3 separate regions of the Sus scrofa genome follow, and all the other regions are linked to region 1. Evidence: chromatin contacts called from public HiChIP or PLAC-seq and promoter capture Hi-C data. All regions are on one chromosome and are shown on one strand. Each heading gives the region's core, a stretch centred on a gene start, on an enhancer-like site or on the middle of the called end of the contact. The rest is flanking DNA. Distances are from core to core; before and after follow the strand shown.

The links. Promoter capture Hi-C pulls out the DNA fragments that hold promoters and counts their contacts. HiChIP or PLAC-seq counts read pairs in DNA pulled down with a chosen protein or histone mark.
Region 2: a contact with region 1 is called in a promoter capture Hi-C map of fetal liver, with 2.6 times the contacts expected there. The contact joins the promoter of POMGNT1 here to the promoter of GPBP1L1 in region 1. A contact is called at or near these places in 1 of 5 promoter capture datasets (fetal liver) and 1 of 2 datasets of contacts at active chromatin or transcription factors (alveolar macrophages).
Region 3: a contact with region 1 is called in an H3K27ac HiChIP or PLAC-seq map of alveolar macrophages. The contact joins the promoter of LOC100511937 here to the promoter of GPBP1L1 in region 1. A contact is called at or near these places in 2 of 5 promoter capture datasets (fetal skeletal muscle and liver) and 2 of 2 datasets of contacts at active chromatin or transcription factors (alveolar macrophages and skeletal muscle).

The regions. Positions count from the first base shown.
Region 1 is chr6:165,706,232-165,711,360 of Sscrofa11.1, reverse strand. GPBP1L1 (vasculin-like protein 1) reads right to left here and starts at 2,397. Exons shown (of 12, transcript XM_021096736.1): 1 at 2,165-2,397. It overlaps TMEM69 (transmembrane protein 69), which reads left to right and starts at 2,378. Exons shown (of 3, transcript XM_021096737.1): 1 at 2,378-2,515; 2 at 4,269-4,408. The coding sequence starts at 4,355.
Region 2 is chr6:165,211,029-165,216,157 of Sscrofa11.1, reverse strand. POMGNT1 (protein O-linked mannose N-acetylglucosaminyltransferase 1 (beta 1,2-)) reads right to left here and starts at 2,728. Exons shown (of 21, transcript NM_001078669.1): 1 at 2,565-2,728; 2 at 1,851-1,965; 3 at 1,604-1,722; 4 at 646-711; 5 at 442-555. The coding sequence starts at 2,684.
Region 3 is chr6:165,265,807-165,270,935 of Sscrofa11.1, reverse strand. It overlaps LOC100511937 (phosphatidylinositol 3-kinase regulatory subunit gamma), which reads right to left and starts at 2,676. Exons shown (of 10, transcript XM_013999442.2): 1 at 1,554-2,676. The coding sequence starts at 1,659.

The sequences.
Region 1 (5,129 bases), core at 1,148-3,647:
CCCCACGTTTGCCTCACTCGCTTTCTTCCTTAGACTTTCCATCCCTGGAAAACAAAAGCCCTCGGCGCTCACTTAGGAAGGGAAGAAAGAGACACCCGGGCACCAGGCTGCTGAGCCACCACCGAGACGGACCGCCTGGAGGGGAGCCAGGGAGCCGCAGGTGAGCACGGCGACCCCAAGACCGAAGTTGAAGCGGGAGCGCTCAGGCGGAGCCGCGCCGACGCTCGCGGGCACGGCTGCCCGCGCCGGGCGAGGTGCGGCGTCGGAACCGCACGACGCGTGGGCTCGCCCCCGGCTCCCCGGACCGACCTACACCCAACCACCTGTGTGAGAGCCTCCCGCAACTTGCTGCAACAGCCGCTCGGTCGGGGACCGGGCGGAGGCCCGCGCCGGACGACGCGAGATCCCCCCCCCGCCCAGGTGTCCGCAACGCGCACTCACCGGGCAGCCGCGGAGCTCCAGCTAGGGGCCAGTCGCGGCGTCTCAGGGCGCGTCCCCCGCTTCCTGCTCCCGCGGAGGTGAAGAGCCCACAACCATAACAAAGCTCTTCCCAAAATGGCTGCCCGGCCCACACGGCCCAGGAGGGGCAGAGCGGGCGCAGGGGGAGGAGCGAAGGCCAGCCCGGCCCCCCCGCCCGGCCCCGCCTCTGACACGCCCCCTCGCTTGCCCCGCCCACAGGCGCGCACGCGCACGGGCGCTGCTCGGGCGACCGCCGCCGGCGCTCCGAGCGCCAACGTGCGGCCGCGAGAACAGCGGTTGTCCCTCGCCCCGCCCCCAGCCCTCCCTCCGCAGCGGCTTGCGGCCGTGCCCGGTCGCCCCCGCCCCTCTGCAGGGGAGAACCCTGCTTTTCCGCGCGCCGCCTTAGAGGCGGAGATCAACTGGGTTTGATACTCCCCTTCCATTGCCTCTCCCGACACTCGGGCCTGGGCGCGTGCGAACGAGTGGGTGGGTGTGTACGGTGTGCCCGTTTCAACACGCCCCTTCGTCCTGCACACCCCACCTCTGGGGAAGCACGCCTCTCCGAACTACCTCTACAGGTGCTCACCGGTAGGCGTGTGTGTTTGCCGACCCCTTCCCACTTTCGGCTCCTGCCTTCCACGTGCGCGCGCGTCGCTAAGACTCCAGCCCCCAGCGGGCCTCGCTGCCGGGCTCTGGAGTCCTGCGCGGCTGGGCCCGAGGCGTTGCCCACTGGGAGTGCTAGTTCCGCCCGACCGCTGGCGTCACGCCCCTGTCCCAGCACCGGGAGGATTTCGGGTCTGAGTCTGCTCCCGTGCCAGGGCGGAGAAGCTGTTTCTCTGACCCAAAGTTTCATTGGGTGTCGCGTAACGGGAAGGGGCGGCGCTGCCATGACGGAGGAGGAAATAAAAGTGAAAGCCGATAGCGGCTGGAAGGGGTTAGCATCAGGAAGAATGTGCTGTGAGCCCGTTCTGCACGCGAAGCTAAACCTTGAGAGAGCTGGTAACCAGGAAGCTAGACTACATAGAATCTGGAGGAATGTGAAACTGGCCATCCTGGGCCGGTTCAGGTCTCCCATTGTCTTCAGACAGATACGTCTAGTGGTGCTTCCTTTTTTTTTTTTTTTTCCAGCCGCACTCGCGGCGTAGGAAAGTGCTCTGGTCAGGGATTCATTCCGAGCCAGAGCTGCGACTTACGCCATAGCTGCAGCAAGGAGAGATCCTTAACCCATTGCAGTGGGCTGGGCATCCAACTGGCACCTCTACAGAGACAAGTGGGGTCATTAACCAGCTGTGCCACAGCGGGAACTCCCGATGACAGACTGAAATTGAAGCTCAGAGAAGGGAAGGGACTTGCTCAAGGTCACCTAGCTCACAAACAAAAGTTAAAGCGGAGAGCGACAGGAGGAATAATCTAACTTCCGGGTCACCCTCAAGCCCAAGACTCTTACCACGTCTTTCATGGAAGTGAAAGTCCTGCCCCGGTGCTTTTTATTTCTTAACTAAGTTTTCAGTTAGCAGCAAAGAAAATGAAGTGGAAACAGGTGTTTGTTTTCTTAGCTAGTATTAGTTCAGGACCCCAATGAGAAGGGAGATGTGCCCCGTTGATCCTAGAAACTTTGTTGTTACGCAAAGTAAAAAAATGAATTCCAGAGATAGCAAGCAATTTGGCCAAGTCATACTTGGCCTAGACTCCAAATCTCTCCTACCTTGCTCCACCACCATCACTCTGAGATGGTTCCAGTAGTTTCACTCCACCTTCCCGAACTCTGCGGAGCAGATTCTTCTGGCTGGGAAACCTGGAATAGAAAGGCAAGGACCGTTCAGATGCCCTAAGAATTCCAAAGCCGGCTTTCACTAGAATCAAGATGTTAGAGTCCAAGACAGAAAGCCTGGAATTGGGAACCAGTTAGGGGTGGTTAGGTCTCCAGCCGGACTGATTTTTTTCCGGCTCCCAGGAAGTGGGAGGCTAATAACCCCCACTTGCCGGAAGTGCTTTTTCCAGAGAGCCTGGCCAATCTTGCAGCTCAGCTTTCCACCTCCCCGCGCGACGCTGGCAAGTAAGTAACAGCGCTGCTGCGACCAGTGCAGGTTGGGAAAGGGGGGCACCAAGCCTTCAGAGTAAAACTGAAACCGCAGGCACAGTTGGGCACAGTTTCCCGAGGATCTTTGCATCCAGACCCCGCCTTCCCTTTTCTCTGCTGTCGGCGCTGAGACTTGCATTTTGCAACTCTTATATTTGAGGCAGTGGAAACCTTGAGCTTTTTCACCAAAATTGAGCAGATTAACACTTGGGGCTTTGTCCTTTAAACCCCTCACCAGTTGCCGTCCTCAGGCTTTTAGGGTGTCACTTTTTCGCTTCAATACTCTTGAGATGGGAAGCACATGTCACCTTGCATAGAAAGTTCGAAAGGTTGAGGGAGCATTAAGCTTTTTAATGGGGTGATTTTGAACAAAGGTGAATGTGTGGGCCATGCGGATACGTGTGTCTGGGAGTCAGGAGTAGATGTGTGTTATCTAACCTCTGCTCAGAGGCCAGAGATAAACGTCCTGCTTGCTTCCTTATTCATAGAATGAAGACACTGACTGGCTGGTGTACAGAATTTCTTGACCCAGCCCTAAGATCTGTAGTCAAGAAATTAGTTCACCAAGTTTTTTAATCAAGCAGCAACTGTGGGGTTTGGATTTTTAGACACCTCATTCTTCTGGTTAAGAATGGAACTCATGTAAACATGATAGATGTAGATTCATATTTTCACACAGCCACTTACTGGGCTGCTTATATTGTGTAAGGTGGGAATAATAGCTAATATTTTTTGAGTGCCTACTTTGTGTTAGGAACAGTTGTCAGCTCTTTACATGTATTGACTTTTTTTTTTTTTTAAAAATACAAAGACCCTATGTAGTTATTATAAGCCTTGTAGATGAGTGAACTGCACCATAGCCAGCTTAAATAATTTGTCCAAAGTGATATAGCTAATACTATGTTGGAGCCAGGATTCCAAACCAGATTATTTGACTCAAGTCTGCACTCTAACTTAACAGGCAATACTGTTTCCAGCACCAAGTTGATGAGGTCATTGTATTGAATGAGTTAGTGCATATAAAACACATAGTTACAGTGCCTGCTAAATTGTATTGATTGCTACTATCATTACTTTGAGCTGTAAACTACAAAGCCCCAAAACATACCTTAAGGGAAAAAAAAAAAAAAAGCAGAGAAGCTATATGACTTTCAGTGTTTTGTCTTTTTTTCTTCGGCCGCACCCGTATGGAAGTCCCAGGCTAGAGGTCGAATTGGAGCTGTAGCCACCAACCTACGCCAGAACCACAGCAACTCGGGATTTGAGTTGTGTCTGTGACCCATACACCACAGCTCACAGCAACGCCAGATCCTTAACCCACTGAGCGAGGCCAGGGATCGAACCTGCAACCTCATGGTTCCTAGTTGGATTTGTTAACCACTGAGCCACAACGGGAACTCCTATGACTTCCAGTGTTAAAGATGAGAAAGCTGCACTCCAAGGAAACAATTTACTCAAGGTCACACAGCTGGGAAATGAGGGAGGCATTTGTAAAACCCAGATCTATTGTCTCTATGCATTAATTACGTTGTAATACCAGACATCAAAAGCTTAAAAAAATGGTTCAGAGAAGAAAAGGATCTATTAATATGTTAACTGATTTTTTGAAAACATTAGTGATTGTTTTCCAAGGAAACTGTGTTATATGGAAGAAATCCTCCCGAATTACTACTTTTAAAAAACTATGTATAAAATGAAGAAAATAAATGACATCTTATTTTGTACATAGCAGCATGCTTCTGATTAAGACCCTCCAGTTAGCTGTAAAAATACATTAATCAGAACTGCCTGGCATCTTCCTAAGCAAGACTCTCAATGAGGCCCAATATGCTTCGCTTCATCCAGAAGTTTTCTCGAGCATCTTCAAAGGTTAGTTTATTCAGCAAATATTTGAGCACTACTTTCCAGGCATTGCTTGGCTAGGCAATAGCAGTGAAGAAGAAAAAAATCCTTTCCTCTTATATTCTGGTTGAAATGTTTGCTGTGTCAAGTGTTACATGCTATAGAGAACTTTAGAGCAGGGAGGGGGAATAGAGAACAGTAGACTTAAGGATTGCATTTACAAGCAGGGTGATCAGCAGTGAGGGAAGGAGCCATGCAAGTAGCTCAGGGAAGAACATTCTATACAAAAAGAAAAAAAGAGGAGTTCCTGCTGTGGCACAATGGGTTAATGATCTGGCTTGTCTCCATGGAGGCACTGGTTCAATCCCTAGCCCAGCACAGCGGGTTAAGGATCCAGCATTGCTACAGATGTGGCACAGGTTGCAGCTCTGGCTCCAGTTTGATCCCTGGCCTGGGAACTTCCACGTGCTGCAGGTCCAGCTGAAAAAGAAAAAAGATGGAATCATTCCTAGCATTTTGGGTAATCACCAAGATTCTTAAATAACTATTCCATTTTTTCTTTCATCCAACATTTTTTTTTTTTTTTGAGTTACTCTTGATCTGTTTATCTGTTGAAATATGGAATCTTCTCACTAAAGCCCAGAATCAGCAGGGTTATTGCTTTGGCCATGTACCATGAAAGGCATTGGGGATTTTTTAAGGCAAAGAAAAAAATTATGGTCCTCGCCCTTGAACCTACTGAGACAGA
Region 2 (5,129 bases), core at 1,479-3,978, 500 kb after region 1:
GTGTCTCAAACATGCCGAGCACCTCCCCAGATGGGGGGCTTTGCACTTGCCATTCTTTCTAGGATGCTCTGCCTCCATCTTCACAAGGCTCACCCCTCACTTCCAGCTTTCTGCTTAAAGGGCATTTCCTGACTGAGCTTTCCCTTTGGGAAATGCATCCCCCATCACCTCGGCTCCCGTGCTTAAGTTTCTTCTTCATACAAGTTATCACTTCCTGACACTCTACGTCTGTCTGGTTGCTTTTTTGATCTTGGCCTCCTGCAACAGAGTCCATAATGGTAGGGACTCTGTCTTGCTCTCCACTGACCAGGCTGGGATGGGAACCTGGTCCCCCTCGCCCAGAGGCTCTTGCCACTGTGCCGTGCTAGGGGAACAGAACCCAGGGCCACGCGTAGGGCTTGAGCTAGGAGCTTTGGGAATGGCGCCAGCGCAGTCACTGACCTTGACAGTGCAGATGAGCACGCGGCCAGGCGCCACCATGTTGAGGAAGAGAACCATGGCTTCATCCTCATGAGGCGAGTATGTGTCAAACACACGCTTTGCCATCACATGGCCCTGGCAGGGGATGCAGCTCTCGTGAGTCAATGTCACCAGCAGGGAGGGTTCAGCTTTGGCCCCCTATGTCCTTTTCCCCCAGAATCTCACCGTGGCCTGGTTGAGGACGATGACATGGATGCCCCGGCCCTGCTCCCGGGCCTCATCCTCCAGCACCTACAGAGCAGCAAAGACAAGATCCAACTCTTCTAGATGTTGCATTCAAGGTCTGTCTGTCTCACGGGCACTTAAAAATCAGTTGCATGAAACGAAACCTCCCCTCCTGCCAAAGCCCTGTCACACAGTTCTCTCTCAACCCAGCTTGAAGGCCACGTCTTCCGGGAAGCTCCTCGGCATCCCCTCAAAAGAGATCACGCGTCTTCCTGCAGCCCTCCCCTCCACAGCCTCCGGGGCTCTTAGAGCCCTATCCCCCGCCTCCTGCTGGAGCCATCACAGTCCAGCAGATCGAGCCCCTCAAAGCAGGGCCAGGTCTGACTACCTCCCAGGTCCCAGGGCTCAGGACAAAGCTGAGGCCGGAGAAGGGACCAGGCAGTAGTTATGAAGTAAATACGTCAATGACTTAACGGCCTACTAATCCTAACGATCGATCGCATCACTTTCTGCTTTTTTAGGGTCGCACCTGAAGCCTAGGGAAGTTCCCAGACGAGGGGTAGAACTGGAGCCACAGCTGCCAGCCTACGCCACAGCCACAGCCAACTCGGGATCCAAGCCACATCTGCGACTTACACCTCAGCTCACGGCAACCCCGGATCCTTAATCCACCGAGTGAGGCCAGGGATGGAACCCACGTCCTCATGGACACTAGTCGGATTCATTTCCGATGCGCCACAACGGGAACTCCCTAATGACCACGTCTGATAATATCTCACCATACATGACACACTTCACATCCTGCCAAGGAGAAACCTACAGAAGAGGACCTGGGACTTCCAAAGGCACCGCTGGAGACTGGAAGCGGCTCAGTTCCCACGCGGGCAGGGGACCCAGAGCCAGCGGACCACAGCCTGAGCAGGATGGAGTGACTGGACACCAGACCCCGGCCACTCACCGTCGTGCCGTCCACTGCCACATACACTTTGCTGCGGCTTGAGTATACCTCCACATCCAGGACCCGTCGGGGGCCACTGCCTCTGCGCCGTGGGGGCTCCAATCGGCCCAGCGCCTCATCTGGGGGTGCAAGAGGTCATGGAGATCGCCCCTCCCGCAGAGTTTCGTCCCTTGGGATCTGCCCGCCAGTTCAGCCGTAGGGCCCTGGGGGGACACCCCCCCCCATCCAATCCGTCCTCTGGCCTGACCATAGTCTTGTTCCGGCTCTGGGTCTTCACTGGCCTCGCTGATTGCTCGCCGCGTGTCCAGGATCAACTTGATGTTGACAATGACGGTCACCAGTAGGAAAAGCACAGCGCCTGTCTGAGGGGCGGGGTGGGGATGACTAAAGAGGGGCACCCCCTCCAGATCGCTGCAGGCCTTCCTGAAAGGAGGGCTCTGGCTGAATCGATGATACGGGGAAAACCTGGGGTCTGCGCCTCCTCCGTCTGCCTGGCCGGCTGTTCCCCAGACCACAGTCCTGTGTCATAACCGCCCTCTGCAGGGACCCTCCCCTGGCCCTTCCCCCTGTGCCAGGGGCTCCCTACCCAGGGGTCCTGTGTTCTTCCACTGGAGGCCTTGCTCTCCTTGCTCCCCTCCACCATCAGCTCCTAGAGGTGGGCCACGCTGGGGATCTGAAACCCTGGGTCCTATAGCCCTGCTGCCTGAGAGGTGTGTGCCCCGATCCTCCCCCATCCGGCTTCAGGTTTGTCAGAAGCCTAGGCGGTTGTCCTTGGGTTCTGATTCCAGAACGCTGGGCCTGACCCACTACCTGGAAGGGACATGACACCAAGAGGTCTCCCTTCCAGGAAGCTGCCGCCTCTCTCCAGAGTGGGGGCAGCCCAGGGAGGTCCCAGTGCCCATAGTCTAGGCTGGGGGAAAGCTGGCAGGGAGCCCCTGGAAGGTCTGGGACCCCTCTGTACCTGACAGCATCTCCGCAGGGCCCGCTGGTTGGTCAGTTTATACTTCCAAGTAAGATACCAGCTCCGCTTCTTCCGAGCCCCAAAGGGCTTGATGAGGGGGCTGGGCTTCCAGTCGTCCATGCCTGATTGGAGGGTCACCACCGTCCCGGCCAACCCATTCCTTCAGGAATCTGAGGAGACCAGAGGGTCGCGTGGGGTGAGGTGTGCCGCCCAAAGTCGGGTGCTTCCTGGAGAGACGAGGGAGGACCTCCCAGTAACTCCTCCCTGTAGGCGTCCATGCTGGGTGACCTGGGGGAAGTGGCTTAACTTCTCTGCGGAGAAGAAACCTTCAGAGGAGTCCGAGCACCTGGAAACTCCCCCGGGGCAGGGGGAACTGGGGGGTGGGGGGAGGCCCTGGCCCCGGCGGTGGAAGCCGAAGAATCGATTCTCCAGGCCCATCGCCGCCTAAAGCGATCAGAGCCCTGGCCTTCGCAGGCCTGGGGTGAGCGAGGGGCAGCGAATCCCCGCGCCCCCGCACCTCTCTCCACCCCCTGACGCCCTCGGCCCCTGCGTTCCGGCTCGCTTTCCCCTCCCAGGGCTCGGGCCGCCCCAGCATCGGGGGACCCGCCGGGGCCCCCGCCACCGCTCCCGGACTCCGACCCGGAGACACTCACGGCTCAGGAGGCCCGGCCCCCGCTGGGGCCCCCGCTGGGCCCGCACGGCTCGGCCCGGCGCGGCGCGGCCTCCGCCTCCTCCATGCCGCTCGCGGCCCCGCCCCGCCCGGCCGGCCCGCCCCCCCGCTTCCGCCGCCGCCGCCGCCGCCGCGCGCGCCGCGGGGTGAGAGGGCGGCGCTTAGGGCGGCCGCGGGCGTCTGCGGCCCGGCGGTGCCGCCTGTCCGCGCCCTTACGCGGCCGGCGGGCCGGGCGGGCCGCTGGAGGAGGGCAGCGCTCTCCCCCCACCCGGCAAACCTGGGCGAGAGCGCCGGGCGCGGCAGGGTCGGAGGGGCTGCAGGCCCCGGCCCCGGCCGCCCCTTCCCCTGGCCCAGGCGAGGCTGGAGCGGGCGCGGCCTTTGGAGACCAGGGGCGATTGAAAACCTCCTTCTACCACCCGCTTAGCCCTTGGGCCAGTCGGTGCACGTCTCAGCCTGGGTCCCCTTCTCTGGGGAAGGAGGAGCGCTCCTTATACGGCGCTCCCTCTATGCAGCCCCTGTTCTAAGGAAGCACCTTATTAACTCGCTGGATTCCAGAGCAGCTCCATCCTGTCCTGCAGCGAGGTGCTCCCCCATCCCACCCTGACAGACAAGGAAAAGGAGGCCCAGGATCATCACAAAGGTGGGAGCGCTGGAATTCCCACCCAGGCAGACTGGCCCCAGATTCCACTCTGAAGCCCTCGCTGGACTGACAAGAATAACACAGAGTTTAACTCCTGCAAAGCACTGAGCTTAACACACAGGTTCTCGCACGTTAGCTTGCCTCACAATCACTTGGAGGGCTTGTTAAAACACTGCCGGTTCGGGAGTTCCCGTCGTGGCGCAGTGGTTAACGAATCCGACTAGGAACCATGAGGTTGCGGGTTCGGTCCCTGCCCTTGCTCAGTGGGTTAACGATCCGGCGTTGCGTTGCCGTGAGCTGTGGTGTAGGTTGCAGACGCGGCTCGGATCCTGCGTTGCTGTGGCTCTGGTGTAGGCCGGGGACTACAGCTCCGATTAGACCCCTAGCCTGGGAACCTCCATATGCCGCGGGAGCGGCCCAAAGAAATAGAAAAAAAAGACAAAAAAAAAACAAAAAAAAAATTGCCGGTCCCGTTCTTAAGAGCTTTTGATTCAGAAGTCTGGGGCAGAGCAGAATTCTACATTTCTAAAAAGTTTCCAGGTGATGGTGATATTTATTTGAAGTGCGTGGGTAGCCATGGCACGGTTTTAGGCAGGGAAGCAATGTAATCCAATTTAAGAGAACCTTTACTGTTTTGTGGATAACGGATTGAAAGGAGGCAGAGGAAGCCAGAAGACCCGTTAGTTTTTTTTTTTTTTTTTTTTTTTTAGCTCTCCATATTCCGTCTTCTTCCTAAAAGGGTGGGGCTGTATCCCCCAAATGTTAACAGTTGAAGCAATCGGTGATTTCTCTTAATATGTACTTATTAGAACAGAAGAAAACCCAATGTATTTTACTAGGATTTTAAAAAGGTGTCCCTCGGGGTTCCCCCCTGGCCCTCTTCTCTCCTCAAACTCACTCTCCAAAGAAAATTGCACCCACTCTCATGACCTCTCTGACCATCTAGATTCCTGAACTAACATCTGCACCCTTAGCCTTTCTCCTGAGCGCCAGGCTGACCTGTGTGTCTAACTGCCAGACGGACGTTTTCACAAACCCTCCAACTCAACACAACTCCTGCTGGAATCATCCCTTCCCACTCTCAGTCCTCTCCTTGGGTTCCCGTCCTCCGTGAATGTCATCAGGTCACATAACTGGGAGTCACCCTCGACTCCGCATCTCTCTCCAGCAACCAGTCCAGGTCTCTCCGTGAACCACTATATTCTTTGTACCACATACAGTGAGTAACTCATAGGAAACTCTCCATAATGTTTTT
Region 3 (5,129 bases), core at 1,427-3,926, 440 kb after region 1:
AAGAACCAGTGAAGTGCTGAATTTCCATTTACATGAATGACACTTGCATCTAATAGAAATGAAGCTTTACCATTAGAGGGAAACAAAGGGGAAAATACACACAATAGATGGGTGGCAAATCTTATAAACTTTGCAAAATACAGAAAAGCTGCATCTGGGTTGCAGTCACAACTGTAAAAGCAAATAAAGGGAAAAGAAAAAATCCTAAGTGATCATTAAAAGTGAAAAAAGTCGATTCAATATTAGTATTAGTTTTTAATATAAAATCATTTAACATTCTAGGACTAATTGAAAAAAAAAAGGATAATTCACTGTTCACAAGGACACAGGAAATAATTTCTACACACATTCTGTAAGACAATTCCACTTCATTACACTTTCATGGGCTCAAATCCTTTTAAAGGTTTCCAAAAATACATAGTCTTATGATAATTGCAATTCCCCAATGACACACAATTTATTCTATAGGTTAGCTGTAACACGTTTTTAAAGACAAATTCATCCTCAACAAACATAAGGAGTCACAAAGGCCCTCTACTTGTATTCAAAATCATTACATAAAGCACTGTCTATAACTGCAAACAGAATTTGAAAATCTGACAGCTAATAACCATAAAATGGGGTAGACTTTAAACAAAAAAAAATTACCCAACTTTTCCATTTTCCTTTCCAGACAGACACACAAAATGTCTGTAAGGGTCTCAGACAAAGCTCTCAAGTAAAAATACATGCTATGTATTCTTTACATTATGTGTACTCAAACCTAACACATATATGTACACGTCACATATATTCACACAAAACAAGGAAGGGTCTTCCTTTTTAACTCCAAGAATTGAAGTTACATTAAACCCTATCCCATAAATTAAGTTAAATCACCATAAATTAAAGAGTAATAAAACAGAGCACGTAGATCTCTCTGAGCTACTATATTCTGAAACGAAAAACCTCAGAGTAAGGCCGTGACTGAATAAAAACGCCCAATCCCTGAAAATCACTAACCGGCATTTGGTTTCCGTGAGAGAAAAAGGGGGGGGGGTCCCTCAAAACGAATAATCACATAGGCAACCCTGTTTCAGAAGTTAACGAAGGTAAAACATAGCGAACCAAACAGACAAACGAATGAAATGACAAGCCTTAAAGGATTTCCTCAAAGGGAAAGACCGACTTCAAGACTGGGATACAAAGCATCCTTTGCAGGTAGAAGAATCTTTAATTGAAAAAAAAAAAAAAAAGAAAAAGAAAAAGACGGGGGGGGGGGCAAGACAAAAACCCGAACGACCAGCAAAGGCGAAGAAGTAAAAGAAACGGATCTCTCCTCCCACCCCCACCCCAGGCCCCCACCCCCACCCTCTCAGGACAATAGGATCGGGGTCCTAACTGCAAACTTTAAGCGTGTAAACCAGAAGCAGCTTTACTGCAGCTCCAACTGCAAATCTGCCCCTCATCCCGCACCCAGCGCACCCAAGAATACTTCTGCCCTGAAAACATCACCAAGGTCTTGTTAAACACAAATCAGACCCATCGCAAGATTCTCTCTTTCTCCCAAGTACCTGGAGGATCCATTTCAATATAAAATATCAGTTCTGTCGAATAGGGCATCATCACCTCCCTCCAGTCTGCGTCATCGCGGTCCATACTCCACACGGTATTGTACATCGCGCTGTCACGGGCAGGTCGTCAGGAAATATATAGAAAGCATAGATACTTTTATCTGCTATTTAAAAATCTAACATCTCTCTCTCTCTGTCAAAGTCCCACTCGGAAATATACTTCGGCGTTTCCAACGGCCGGTACAAGTCCAGCCAACTGCCAGGACGAGGACGGGGGTCCTGTCCTCTCCCCCGCTCCTCCTCCGGCAACGAGCAAAATGCCCCCCGCCCCCAACGTTCAGTCTGTGGGCTCTTCTCCTCCGAGAGGTACAGAGAGGTTTGGGGGGGGAGGGCAGAGGTGCTAAAAAGCGGCTTCCCAAAAATCTCTTCTACACACTTGCTCTCCAAAGAGAAAAGCTCTCATTGCCTCCAAATTCTTCCGAGGAAACCACTTTTGTGTCCTTCGAAGGAGGGGGAATGGAGAGGGGGGAAAAAAAAAAAGAACGCTTGGGAGAGAGGTGGGGAAGTGACGGGCGGGGGGGGGGCATAAAAAGGGGGTTGGGTATTGCGTTCAAGTTTCGGGGTCCCACTGGTCTGCAGGGAGAGATCCCCTCAGGGGCCGGGACTCGGGCTCGGTTGCGGTCGGGCTTGGAACCGAAGCTGCTGCAGCCTCGGGATGGGGGCCGTCCGAGAGTCCAGTTAGCTCTGCTCTGTCGAGCGCTCCCGCCGGGTTAAAAGCAAACCAGCCAGCGCTGGCTCCCCTCACGCTCTGCCCTGACTCCAGCCACTAGAGTTTCATTTTAACGGCGCGGAGGGGGACACCCTCCCCCGCCCCCACGCTCCCCCGCTGAGGCGCCACCCAATCGCGCTGAGCAGGGGGAACGGGCCACATCACCCCTGCTCCTTCCACGCTGCCCGGCCTCGAATTGTTGGGGCTTCTGTCAGGTGCCTGAGAGAATGTACAGAAAGCTGTCCTCCTCCTCGGCTGTCAACTCTCCTCACCGTTCCCTAGTCCTCAGCTCCTGAAGCCTCCATCCTCCCACCCCCTAGCCTCAATCAGAATGGTAGGGCCCGGGCGCTGGCCGCACGCCCGGAGTCAGTGCCGGGAGCACGCGAGGCGGGCGGGGCGCGGAGGAGAGGGGAGAGGAGGGGGGAAGAGAGGTTGAGGTGGCTGGTGATTGGCTGAGCCTGGTTGCCGGAGCCTGGAGCCTGCGTCTTTTGTCTGCCTTGCTCCAGCGGAGGAGCGGGAGACGGCTGCGCGCCCAAGCGGGCCAATCAGAAGCTAGCCGGCGCCGGCCGGTGAGACGGCGATTGGTTGGAGCCCAGTTACTAAGCGGGACAAAGGCAGAAGGGGGAAAGAAAAGAGGAGGAGAAAAAAAAGAAGAAAGCGCAAACGGCGGTTACTGACAGGCTGGGCGAGCGCTCGGGGCCTCGAGCTGCCCGGAGACAGGCGGGGCTCCCGCTGAGGCTCGGTCCGCTGGGACGAGTAGTCGAGGCGGGGAGGACTGGCTGGCGCGGGACAGCTCTGCCCGGAGACTGGCCGCGGGGGAGGGGAGCGGACGGAGACGGGCTCGTGCTGTCACTTGGCAGGACGCGCGTTCTTCTGGTCCTTATAGGAGGTCCCTGGATAGAGTTCCTCCCTACGGACCTCTTCCCGGTGCAAGGACAGCCCTCCTCATCCCCCCGCGATAAGTTGTCACATAAAACAAAGGTCCCCAAGCCCACTTGCAGGATTGTTATCGCTCAGAGGATGGGCCCAGTGCAACTGTCCCCGGCCGCTCACTGAGCCCAGTCGCGGCTTCTCTTCTTCAGGAGGTATTTCGCAGTTCTGCGCTTTCCACCCCAGGACTTTTGAACCCAGAGGGAACTCCCGACAGCTGAAATGAATCGTGGAGTGTTAAAGAAAGAAAAAATGCCTTGCATTTACAGCATGTGTGTGATTTCTGAGATCACCTGTTTTGGGATCCCTCGCTGAAAGGGCTCTATTCTGTTTCCCGACAGATCCCCTTCCACGTACACCCAGTCCCTCCCCGCATTCTTAAAACTGATAGACTTCGGTATGAAAATGCTGAATATTTACGCGCACTTCAGAGACAGCTAATTAACTTGCTAGGGGACACTGAATAGCCAAAAAGCACATCTGTGTCTCCTGAAGGTTGTGCCTGTCATTGCCATTCTGCATACCCTGCAATACAGTCTCAGGAGGCCAAAAACTATTCCACTTCCTCTTTACACAGGAATGACAAAGCCCATTGTGTTCGAGTTGACAACCTGATTTAAGCCCTAGCAAAACCTTCTACCCTGAGTGGCTCTGCTATATTGACTTTCCTGTGGAAGAGTTGCCACGTTTCACCCTCTCCCTCCTAAAGTGGTTCTGCCTTCCTTAAAGCTGCTCTGAGTTCAGACAGTTCCTGGGAGCAGACAGTCAAAATGTGTATGGACTGGATATAAAGTCATGCATTAAATAGAGCCAGGAAGAATGAATGGACAAGGTTGAGCTGAGAAAACACAGCAGAATTCTTATATGTTTGCTTTCTTACATTTCTGAAATCCAAATATGATTCAGAAGCCAAATCAACTTGGGGCAGGGCACATTAATTTGAATGTCCTGAACCATTTCTCTAGGTAGAGGATGCTGGAAGATCACCTCTGATTTGTGGCTGGCTTCCCAGCAGACTCTTTACTTCATCATATCTGGGAGCCAGAAGTACTCACATTTGATAACTCAAAAAAACAGCACAATCAGGCAAGGGCAAGTTGGTTTATTTTGCTTCACGGGTGTCCCTGTGCATTCCCAAACAAAATGAAGGTGAAGCGTGGAAGTGTGGAAAAGATAATGGCTTTCAGATTTCCCTAGCAGCTTTTGCCTGGACCATTTTTCAAGAGTTCATGGTGGGGGTTCAATTTCCAATACACAGAGTGATCACCCAGGCCTTTTCCACAGCTAAGGCTTTGGGAAGTGTAGTCAAGAAACAGCCCAGTATATAATGAGTGCCCAAGACTGTAACCCATGGAGAAAAGCTGTGTGATTCAATCTTGGCCTCTAAAACCATATGACCCAACTGTCCAACAAATAAACCTCTGGATAGGAGGCCCCCAAAGAATCACAGTGATGAAAGATACCATGATGAATCAAGGGGGAGCATACTTCCTTTGGATGGGCTTGAACAGTGCCCTGCCATGGTGGGAAGGGCCTGTCAAATGATGCTGGCCTTACTTTCTTTCGGTTGAGAAGCAGAAATGAGATTCCAACTGCTTGTCACCAAAGTGCCTCAGGCTCTTTGGCGAAGGTAGAGAATGTTAGCTCTGGTGCCCTGGACCAGTTCCATCCTGGAGAATTATATTTGGCCTGGGTGTGGATTAAATTCAGCTCTGAGAGCTCAAACTCCTAGGTCATAACCTGCTACTTTGGGAGTTGTTGTTTTGGGGGGTTTTTTGGGAGGCTTTTCCCCCATTTTCCTCCCTTCTTTTTTTAATTTCGTCTTAGGTAAATCAGCAAATCTGCCTTCATTTATATATCTATGAAATTGGAGATTG